2 separate regions of the Mus musculus genome follow, and region 1 is linked to region 2. A link is a contact called in public HiChIP or PLAC-seq data. All regions are on one chromosome and are shown on one strand. The core of a region is the stretch at or near the end of the contact, and the rest is flanking DNA. Distances in the headings are between cores, read along the strand shown. Region 1 overlaps Galnt10 (polypeptide N-acetylgalactosaminyltransferase 10). Region 2 has its middle 8.6 kb from the start of Gm51895.

Evidence for each region. HiChIP or PLAC-seq counts read pairs in DNA pulled down with a chosen protein or histone mark.
Region 1: a contact with region 2 is called in an H3K4me3 HiChIP or PLAC-seq map of embryonic basal ganglia, with 4 times the contacts expected there. The contact joins two enhancer-like sites. A contact is called at or near these places in 1 of 39 promoter capture datasets (neural stem cells), 6 of 15 datasets of contacts at CTCF or cohesin (CD8 T cells, the NIH/3T3 cell line, embryonic stem cells and 2 more), 35 of 484 Hi-C or Micro-C datasets (the 4T1 cell line, the AML12 cell line, B cells and 16 more) and 10 of 115 datasets of contacts at active chromatin or transcription factors (CD8 T cells, SST interneurons, craniofacial prominence and 6 more).

Annotation. Positions count from the first base shown.
Region 1 is chr11:57,750,475-57,755,346 of GRCm38.p6, forward strand. The region is part of intron 4 of Galnt10 (polypeptide N-acetylgalactosaminyltransferase 10); the gene reads left to right. Among named protein-coding and RNA genes, the nearest start is that of Gm24582, 12 kb to the left of the region's middle. Within about 2 kb of position 3,262, at least 7 of the 459 cell types and tissues checked have an H3K27ac peak or open chromatin away from gene starts, as enhancers often do. A contact at or near this core is called in SST interneurons and embryonic basal ganglia, where this site is marked.
Region 2 is chr11:57,547,429-57,551,961 of GRCm38.p6, forward strand. No RefSeq gene overlaps it. Among named protein-coding and RNA genes, the nearest start is that of Gm51895, 8.6 kb to the right of the region's middle. Within about 2 kb of position 1,648, at least 34 of the 459 cell types and tissues checked have an H3K27ac peak or open chromatin away from gene starts, as enhancers often do. A contact at or near this core is called in SST interneurons and embryonic basal ganglia, where this site is marked.

The DNA.
Region 1 (4,872 bases), core at 2,012-4,511, 200 kb after region 2:
TATAATGTTTAGATATGTTCCCCAGAGGACAGCTGGGTCAACCACAAGAATGAGGTCTCAGTGACTGGGCAGTGATAAGCCCAGGTGCATTAACACTGTGGAATCTTGGGTCACTCCTGTGTACCTGAGCTCACACCCCTGGCCTCTCCTGATGCTAAGATAACTGCGTCCCTAGGTGGGAGGAAGAAGACTACAGGACTAACTACTTTTTACTGCAGTGCACACAGGGCTACAACCCTCCTTACAGACCCTCCTTTGGATCTGAACTTGTGGTGGCCCAGCTACACAATGCCTCTTCCGATCTTAGGGACAGCCTCTGCCTGAGATGGGAGCACTGGCCTTTAGGGGGTGGGAGGTGTGCATGCATGTGCGAATTCAGGTTTGAGTGTAGAACAAACCAGGATCCCCAGGCGTCAAGCAGCTTACACTCAGCTGGAGACCCGGACCATCCCGCCTGTTGCTGCTCTCTGAGTTCAGAACACACAGAACTCCAGCCCCTCATCACCTCACACACAGCTCCTCCTAAAGCTACAGTGTTCCCCGTGGGCAGCACCGATGTGTTTTCTGGCCTTTGACAAATTAAAACAAACCTAGCATTGAAAAGTGCAAATTGCTCACAGCTGGGGCAGAGAGACAATTACTGGGGTAGGTAAATAGGGTAGCGTGTATCAAAAGGAAAACACTATCCTCGCTGATTACTGGGTGCCTCTCAGAAGGAGCCATCGAATTATAGGAGTCAAGCTTCATCCGGGTTTCTCCCAATCCTGGAGCATTACGTAGAATCAGTCACATGGTGCCAGGGCTGGAGAGAGCCTTCAAGTCTGTGAAGTCCAACCATGGAGCCAACATCTGGGGTAGGGTTAGGCAGTTCTGCCTCCAATTGGTTTGACAATGGCGGAAGCTCTTATGTGAACTTCTTTGTCCTGGTCTGAGCTGTAGTCCCCTGCAGTGGTTCTTCTGGCTCCTGACAGTGTGATACCCGGACCGAGCCTGAGCCAGAGAGCACAGTGGTTGACACTGAACAAATTCTCTACCTCTCCCTATGTTGGTCTCCTTGTCCGACAACCCGGGGCTGTCCCTAATCTTAGAAACAAGAATGGCAGAGAGGGAAAGATCTAGATCTCTAAGTACTGATCGCAAAAGAAAACTGTGACATACTGCCATTAATAAATAGGAAAACAGGTTTCGGAAGGAATGTGCACGCGTCAGCATTAATTCGGAATTAAAACACTGGCCTAGGAGGAGGCTCATGAGACTCAAAAGGCTAAGGAAACTTACAAGGCTCAGGAACTTGCACAAGGCTCCTCCCAACGTTACAAAAGCAGTAGCAATTGCTAGGGAGGAGACTCCGGTGGAAATGCCTGCCAGCTATGCGGAGACTTCCAGGCATGTGCCTTTCCTGATGTGTCACTCATGCTGGAGTCTGTTTGGGGGTCACTCACGCCCCTGTAAGTTACCCCAGTGACTAACTGGTTCTCGGAAATAGACTCGGAGAATCATTTTGTTGGTTCGTTGTTAGTGCCCCATCAAGGGTAAAGAGACATTTATTCATGGTGTGGGATTTCATTAAAAAAAATTGGGGAAACCAGTCAAAAACTAATCTTGTATTTAGCCATCTCTGGCAGGGGAGGAATAGTGTGACTAGTGTGGCTTGTTGTGTGACACATGTGCATACTACACTCTCAACAACACAAGTCAGTGACTGGCTAAGTCCCACTGTACCTTCCTTATGGAATGACCTGTGCTGTGTCACTCAAGGTCACACCTGACACATAGTGGTCTCACAAAGCAGACTTGGATATGGTGGGCCGAGAGCACACATGGTTCCTCTGATAGTACTGAGGTTTAAGTGGGAACTCCGTGAGCAGTCAGTCCCTTGATGCTAACCCCTCTGGGAAGGCATCTTTTGCTTCAGGATACTAGCTCCCTGAGCTTGGGCACTCCCCGGCATGCTTTCTGTCTTCCCTCTGGTGGCAGGTGAGTCGTCAAGATGCCGGGCATATACAGGACCTAAAACTGTAAAAGCAGACGGCAACAGACAAAGGATCAAATCAGCACTGTGCACCAGCCCTCTCTTAGCGCCTTCCGTATGCTAGGTGCCCACCGTGAGGGAAATAAACCACCCTGTGCCCAGCCCCCAAGAAACCTGTGCTGGGCAGGAGCCCACACAGCCCTCAGGGACTGTGAGCGAGCATCATCTGGGGATGCTGCTTTGGGGAGCACTTCAGGCATGAATATGATTGCCTAGGACAGAGACATGGAGCAGGATGCATGGAGCTGAGGGGTGTGCAAGAGTGAAGGAGGAAGGTGAGAAAATGTGGAGCAGAATTGGCACCGTGGAATGTGAGATTTGGGGAGATGAGGCTGGAAGGATGGATGAGAATGGTGAGTGCCTGACATTGCTGAGAGGCCTGGATTCACATGAACTGTGATAGCAGAATGAGGGCCTGGCGGACTACTGTCTGTCTGATTAATTTCCAGGAGGAAACTTCTAGAAGAAGCCAAAAATCTCAAAGTCCCTGACCTAGTGCTACCCAATGTGGAAGTAACCTGAGAATCCAGATACTGTGTTGGCTTGGAGTGGGGTGTGGGTGTGCATGTATGTGTGTTCATGTGTGCACACACTTGCATGAGCGTTCATATGTGCATTATGTGTGTGTGCATTTGCATGTGTGTTTATATGTGTGCATCTATGTGCGTGTTCATGTGTGTACATACGAGCATTCATCTGTGGATATGTGTGTGCACGCCTTCATGTGTGTATGTATGTGTGTATGTGTGTGTGTTTATGTGTGCACATATGTGTGAGCGTGTGTGTGTGTGTGTGTGTGTAGGTGCACACATGCCGCAACACACATGTGAAGCTCAGAGGACAACCTACAGAGGTCATTTCTTCCACCGTGTGGGTACAAGAGGTGGAACTCAGGTTGTCAGGCGTGGCAGCAAGCACCTTAAATTAACTCCCTCCGCCATTGCACCCGCCCGTTTCTTTCTTGGGAAATTGATGGACGGTTAGAGAGGCGCCTAGAAAGCTCTGACACGTGCTCGGCTTTTTCTTTCTATGAACTGTGTAGGAACCCCCCCCCCCCAGGAGGCCCTTTTGCCCTTTAACAGATGCGAAGCTGACAGGCCAACACATTGCAGGAATGGAAATTTTCTTTCCCTTTCTTGATAACACCGTGAGTGATAGGCACGGAAATCCGCATCCTTCATGAAGCACGTGTTACTCCTAGACATCTGTCAAGTGGCATGATTTAAAAACAGCCACCAAGAGCCTGGCATTAGAACTGCCCAAGAGCCTGATTCCCTGGATGGGCTGCAGCTGGCGAAGGCCTCAGCTGATTGGTGGGGAGTCGCTTTCAGAAAACAGGGCATAATTAACTCCATCAAGGTGGCTTTCTGAGTATTTTTATTCGATGTCTGACTATTAAACAGATTTATGCCCCTGCCCACCTGCTGAAAAGAGACGAAGGCATTTAGCTGAAATTAAAAATGCAGACAGGGCTGTCTGTCTAGGTAATAGCAACACTCTCAAAGGGTGACTCATCTTGCGTGGAGTGGGGACAAGCAGTTCATTTATGTGATGAAGTGCTTCCCAGCCCCGGGAGCTGGGTGCCACCGCTCGAGGAGGGAGCATAATCCATTCTCAAAACCACCAAAAGCTTGTTGGGGTCAGAGCCCCATGCACGTGAGGAGTGGGGGTCATCTGTAATGTGATATCAAAGAATATGTTTGGGGAAGGTATACACCTGTCCAGCCCATGAGATCTCAGGCTGTTATAAAGTTCACATGTTAACTTAACCTAAACCATGGACCAGCAGGTCGCTCACTGAAGGAGAGATGGTGAGAGAGTTGAATTCCGGAGGCACCATTGTTTTAATTGCTCCTGTTGGACTGTGAACCATATACCTGTCAAAGCAGCTTAAAGGAAAGGGTGCTCATTTTAGCTTGTGGTTTGAGGGTACAATCTATCCTGATAGGGAAGTCCTGGAGGCAGGAGCCAGAGACGGCTGCTCATACCATGTCCACTGTCAAGAAGCAGGCGGTAGTGCCTGCTGGTACTCAGCTCGCTGGGTTCTTTTTATTCAGTCGGGGACCCCAGGCCTCGGCTGGTGCCACACACATTTAGGATGGGTCCCTTCACCTCAGTTAACCTAGTCTAGAAACATCCTCACTGATGGTCCAGAGTTTGTCTCCGGGACAATTGTGGATCCTATCAAGATCCCAGTCAGTTTCAGTCACCACAATCCCTCATACACTCCGCCAGTCCCAGGCCCTCCTGAGTCTATTTCCATAGGTGCCGGCTATGGCGAGCTTTCTTGTGGGGTCTTCCAGGAACCCTAGAATGAGCTGGGGCTCAGTGGGTTCACCTCACAGCCAACTGTCCAATGTCCTTTGGCTTCTATTCAAGACCTCACTCTGTGTTCACCCCTAGAATCTAGGACTAATTGGTGAACCCAGTGGCTCTCAGTTCCTAAAAGATCACATGCGATCAGAAGTATTGTGGAGGACTGAGGCTGCACCAGGCCCTTGATGGAAGAGGCCACAGACAGGCTTGCTGTTACTGACTCCAGGGTGATTCCAGCAACCTCCAGATATCCTGGTCCCACCAGAGCTGTCTGCTACCTGGCCATCCCTCTTCTTTCTCCCTCCCTGCCCCGAGAATTTCCCTCCAGAAGCAACCAGTAGGATTCCACCCCAACTTCTCTTCCTGTTTTCTTGCCCCGTTGCCACCTGCCATCCAAAGCCCCTTCCATTCCCATACAAGGTACTCACAGGGGAGACTCAGTGGATAGAGCATCTTCCACCCCAGTGTCTTCTTCCTTGTCTCGCCCAGCGATCCATGCATCTCAGGGGTGTGCTGTGTGCCTT
Region 2 (4,533 bases), core at 398-2,897:
TAACACCGACTGGCACCTAGGGCTTCCACATCCAGCCTGGTCACCTCCACTGAGTGAAGCCCAGGCAGCACCTCCAGTTGGGCCTCAAAAAAGACGTCTTAGTTGGGGCAAGGAGGCAGAGGCAGGGGCAGGCAGATCTGTGTGAGTTCAAGCTAGCCTGGTCTACAAAGTGAGTTCCAAAACAGCTGAGCTACACAGCTTATCTCAAAAAGCAAAAGCAAACCAACAAATATCTCAAGCATAATGTGTTTAAAATCAAACTCCTGGCCCTTCCAACCTCCCCTCTTCTGGAATGGGAAAAGCAACCTTGGAGTAAAGACAACCATTCCGAACTCTGCTTCCCGTGTACAGCCAACCCAGCCTCAGATCTGCTGCAAGCGTCTGTTTCAGCCTCAAGTTAGAGCCAGAACCCACAGCCTTTGTCTCCTCACTGCTGCCACCGAGCCACCTTTGTCCTGTCTGACAGCCATGCCTTCTGGCTCAGCTCCCTGCTTCTTCTCATGACCCCATGACCTCTCCACCTAGAAACCAACATGACATAACTGCCTATGCATTCGAACCCCTTGGTAAGCTGTAGAAACTGCAGAGTCCAGACCACATCTCAGACCAATCAAAAGCTGGCATGGGTGTGTCTGCCTCTGAAAGTCAAATCGAATCATTCTCCTGCCTAGAAACTTTAGCTGGTTTCTTGTCTTTGAATAAAAGCCAAAGTCCTGGTACACCCCCACCCCCCTTTAGCTAGCAGTTCCCACACTTCAGCTCTGCCCCACTGGTGCATGCCTGACTCTCTCAGTCTGCACAGGACTTGATCATTTGTGTTCTATCCAGCCTCCTGGGGTCACTAATTTTCCAGGTCTGGGCACCATGGCAAGGGCCTACTTTCCTGGCACAGCCTGCCTACCACCTCTCAGAATGCATCTTCTTTTACTCTCCATGGGCTTGGTTAATGCCAGATACACTAACATTCTTCATCCTAATCAAGCTAGACACTCACATTTTCTTTTTGCTGTTCCTTCTGCCTCAAGATCCCCACCTGCCACCTCTAAAGCCACCATATCATATGAGGCTTCTCCAATAGCTTATGTAAAATCACCGCCCTCCAGCCTGTCCAGAGGCTTGGTGGTAAGAGTGCTTGCTGTTGCAAGCATAGGACCTACGTTAGGATCCTTAGCATCTACTTAGAAAACTAGGCTTGGTCTGGCTCAAACACAAAATCCCAGTGCTGAAGGAAGTGTAGACAGGCTTGCTCAGGCTTGATGGCTTGGGTTAGCTTCAGCTCCAGGTTCAGGGAAAGACTGTGCCTCAGGGGAATAGGGCAGAGAGTGACAGAATACACGGACAGGCAATCAGGCACAAACGCACGAATGCACGGCACACGAGTGAACACACACACACACATTGCTCCCCTCCTTCCCTCTGTATCCCTCACTTCCACTTTACCTTTTCCATAGATCCCATCATCCATCATGTGTTGACACATATGTGTATTTGGTTTTTCAGCCCCACCCGTTCTAAAGCATAAACTTAATGAACACAAGGACATCTGTTCTCACTGCTGTTTCCACAGCATGTCAAACCACATCTGGTCCACAGCAAATCTCAACAGCTATAAATGGACTAATGGAAACCCAGATCAGACTTACTGTAGTTCCAGGGGCAGCCAGCAGAGGCCGCTGTGGTGCCACTGATAGGACCAGGGGCACATGCTCTTAATAATCAGCCAGCTGCTCCCGTTCCTGGGTGGGAAACAGCCACCAATCAGGCCCAGCTGGGGTATGGATGCATGTTTATTATTATCTCCAAGATCTGGTTGGGGGCAGCTCCGGGAGATCAGCTGCAAGCCATATTCGGTAAGCTTTCTGCAAGGAAGGCATCAGGGTGAGGACAGTTTAACAAAGCCACAACGCATGGACAGACAACAGCTCCCGGGGAGAAAAGGGGAGGGGGAAAGAGTGAATTCGGCCAGACTCAGGAGGCCCAGTCCGGGGTTGCAATTAGAGTGAACATGTGGAGTTGACATCCAGAAACTAGATTCCCAAGAATTACGGAGAGCACAGGCAGGCACGAAGCCTGGCTCAAAGGTGCCCCCGGATGTCCTCGGCTCTTTCCCTGTGCTTTAGCCCTCACACGCACAAGCACTTTCAGACATACGCGGCTCCAGTTCTCCTTAGAAGCTCACCTACGATTGTTCTTTATGACAACATATTATACAAAAATTCTGGGCTTAAGAATTTTAAAACAAGCAGACAAACTTTCGACCCACTTTTGGATGTGTGACTCAAGATTTTACTTGAAAAATGTGGTTGGCACACCTGTGTCTCTTCATTTGGGATACTTGATAACGTTCTGTGAGCCACCCAAGTGTCCAGATAACAGGAGGTGACTTATTAGCTCTCACTTTGCACTTGAAAGCCAGAAGAGATCTTATCAGAGCCATTTTCTTGGCTTTGGAATTCAGGGGAGCCACCGGTTCATTTGCATACAATTTGCATGCCTCTTAAGCATATTAGCTAAACATTCCGGAAACCCTCACCATGGGCTCAGAAACCCACTACAAACTTAATTTCATTTAATCCACCTGAAAATCAATGAGGGGAGGCCTGTTCTACTCTCCCACTATCTCAAATGATACTCACTAGTTTTGAGTAACCTGCTGCCCAAGCCAGGCTAAGCGAGGAGTCTGAGGCCCCCTAAGAGGATGGGAGAATCCTCTGCAGAACAGGCCATAGAGGGAGCCAGAAGGGCAGTGAAAAGCCACCTGGCTTTACAACACGTTTGTCCTCTGCCAGCTGCTGATTTTCCTGCCACAAAATGATTTCAGTGTTTCCCTTGAAAGTTTGGGAGGACTGAAGCACTTAAGCCTGGTGGGACTCATTAAACAGGAGTTTGCCCTGGGCTGGAGAGATGGCTCAGAGGTTAAGAGCACTTGCTGCTCTTGCTGAGGACAGTGATTGGTTCCCAGGACCTACATTGGGCTTATTATAGCCACCCACACCCATTCCAGGGGATCTCATGCCCTCTTCTGGCCTCTGTGGACATTGCACACATGGTACACATAAGCGTACGTATAAAATAGTAAGACAAAGAGCCCTGTAGTTTATCCTGAGACCTTGTTAAAAGGTAAGAGTCCCAAAGCTCTGAGAGGCAAGCACTTTGGCCTCACCTCTCAATGTGTCCCCTCAGGCTTTACAGCCATACCACAGACCATTCTCTAAATAAAAACATCCTCGTGCTATGATTGGTCTGAGGCCTTGGATTTCCCCAGCTTGCTCGTGGTGAAGTTGGAGCCATGCTCCCCACAGCTGTGGGATCCTGAGACAGTCATTGTTTAGCCACTGTCCCCTCCTACTAGCTCACCTTTTCTACTCCCACTCTGAGATTTGAACGGAGAAATAAGGCTAGGAAAGGCTAAAAGCTGCCCTAGTCATCAAGAGAATTAAAGTGGAGAGAAGGGTGAATGAGAAAGGGGGGGGGGGGAGACTGGGGCTGCCCACTCTCCAATCAAGAGCCTCTTAGCGCTAAGCTACCCACTTGGGCACAGCAGTAGTACACAGTACAGTGACAGTGTAGATGGCTTTTGGTATGCCAGCTGCAAAATGCCTTAGTGAGCATTTAATTTCAGGAAAGCTTCATGCTTAGAAGATTGTATCAAGGGATGTCATGAGTTGTACATCAGGAGGCTCCTATTGGCCACACCAGCCTCAGCACCCTATGTCCTGACCTCCACCGCGCCCCACCCCAGCTCTGCCTGTTACCACTCTGACTCAGATGACCTTACAGTTCCTTCTAACACGACTGGAACCGTGGAAACATGACCTGAAACATGACTCAGTCAAGGCTGTGGTGGGGGCACTTGGCCCCACCAGGATTGTTTTAATCCCTGGGTAACTTTAGGCAGGGTCGACACTAAGGTACCTTCTTTAGGCAAACACTCGCGTCCTAAAGCTTCCCTCTGTCGTTTCTCTATAAGACTTCCTTTCCCAGAACCCTTTGTGTCTATGACTGGCTCCATAGTTAGTTGTGTTCACATACTCGGTCTTATGCATACAAAGCAGAGGGCAGCTTTTTGGAACCAGTCCTCTTAGACATGGTTTTCAGGGTTATCTTTAAAACTGCCTTCTTAGAGGAGTGAACCTAACTCAGAGAGAAAAGACCTTTATGTTGAATTTTGGGAATTCCAAAGTAGAGAATGCTCCTAGCACAGCTCAAATGTCTGAGGAAGACAGCCAACGTTACCCACCTGCGATTCTAGCCCAAGCTCATACTTCTGAGATTTCAAGTCATTTTCCTGATGCAGCTCTGGTCTCTCCTGGGTCTAAGAAGTCGGGTTTTCCTTCTTATCATGTTGAATCTAAAGTCATTTATCTCCATTTCCTCGGAGCACTCTATAATCCACCTCCACTTCCATCTAGTGCCTGCAAGCTAGGGAGAGGAAGAGACCCAGGCTACCTGTCCTTCACTATTGCCCCCCTCCCCAACCCTGAGGCAATTAGATTAGCCCCTCCTGAAAACCTTCAAGCACTGAATCCCTGT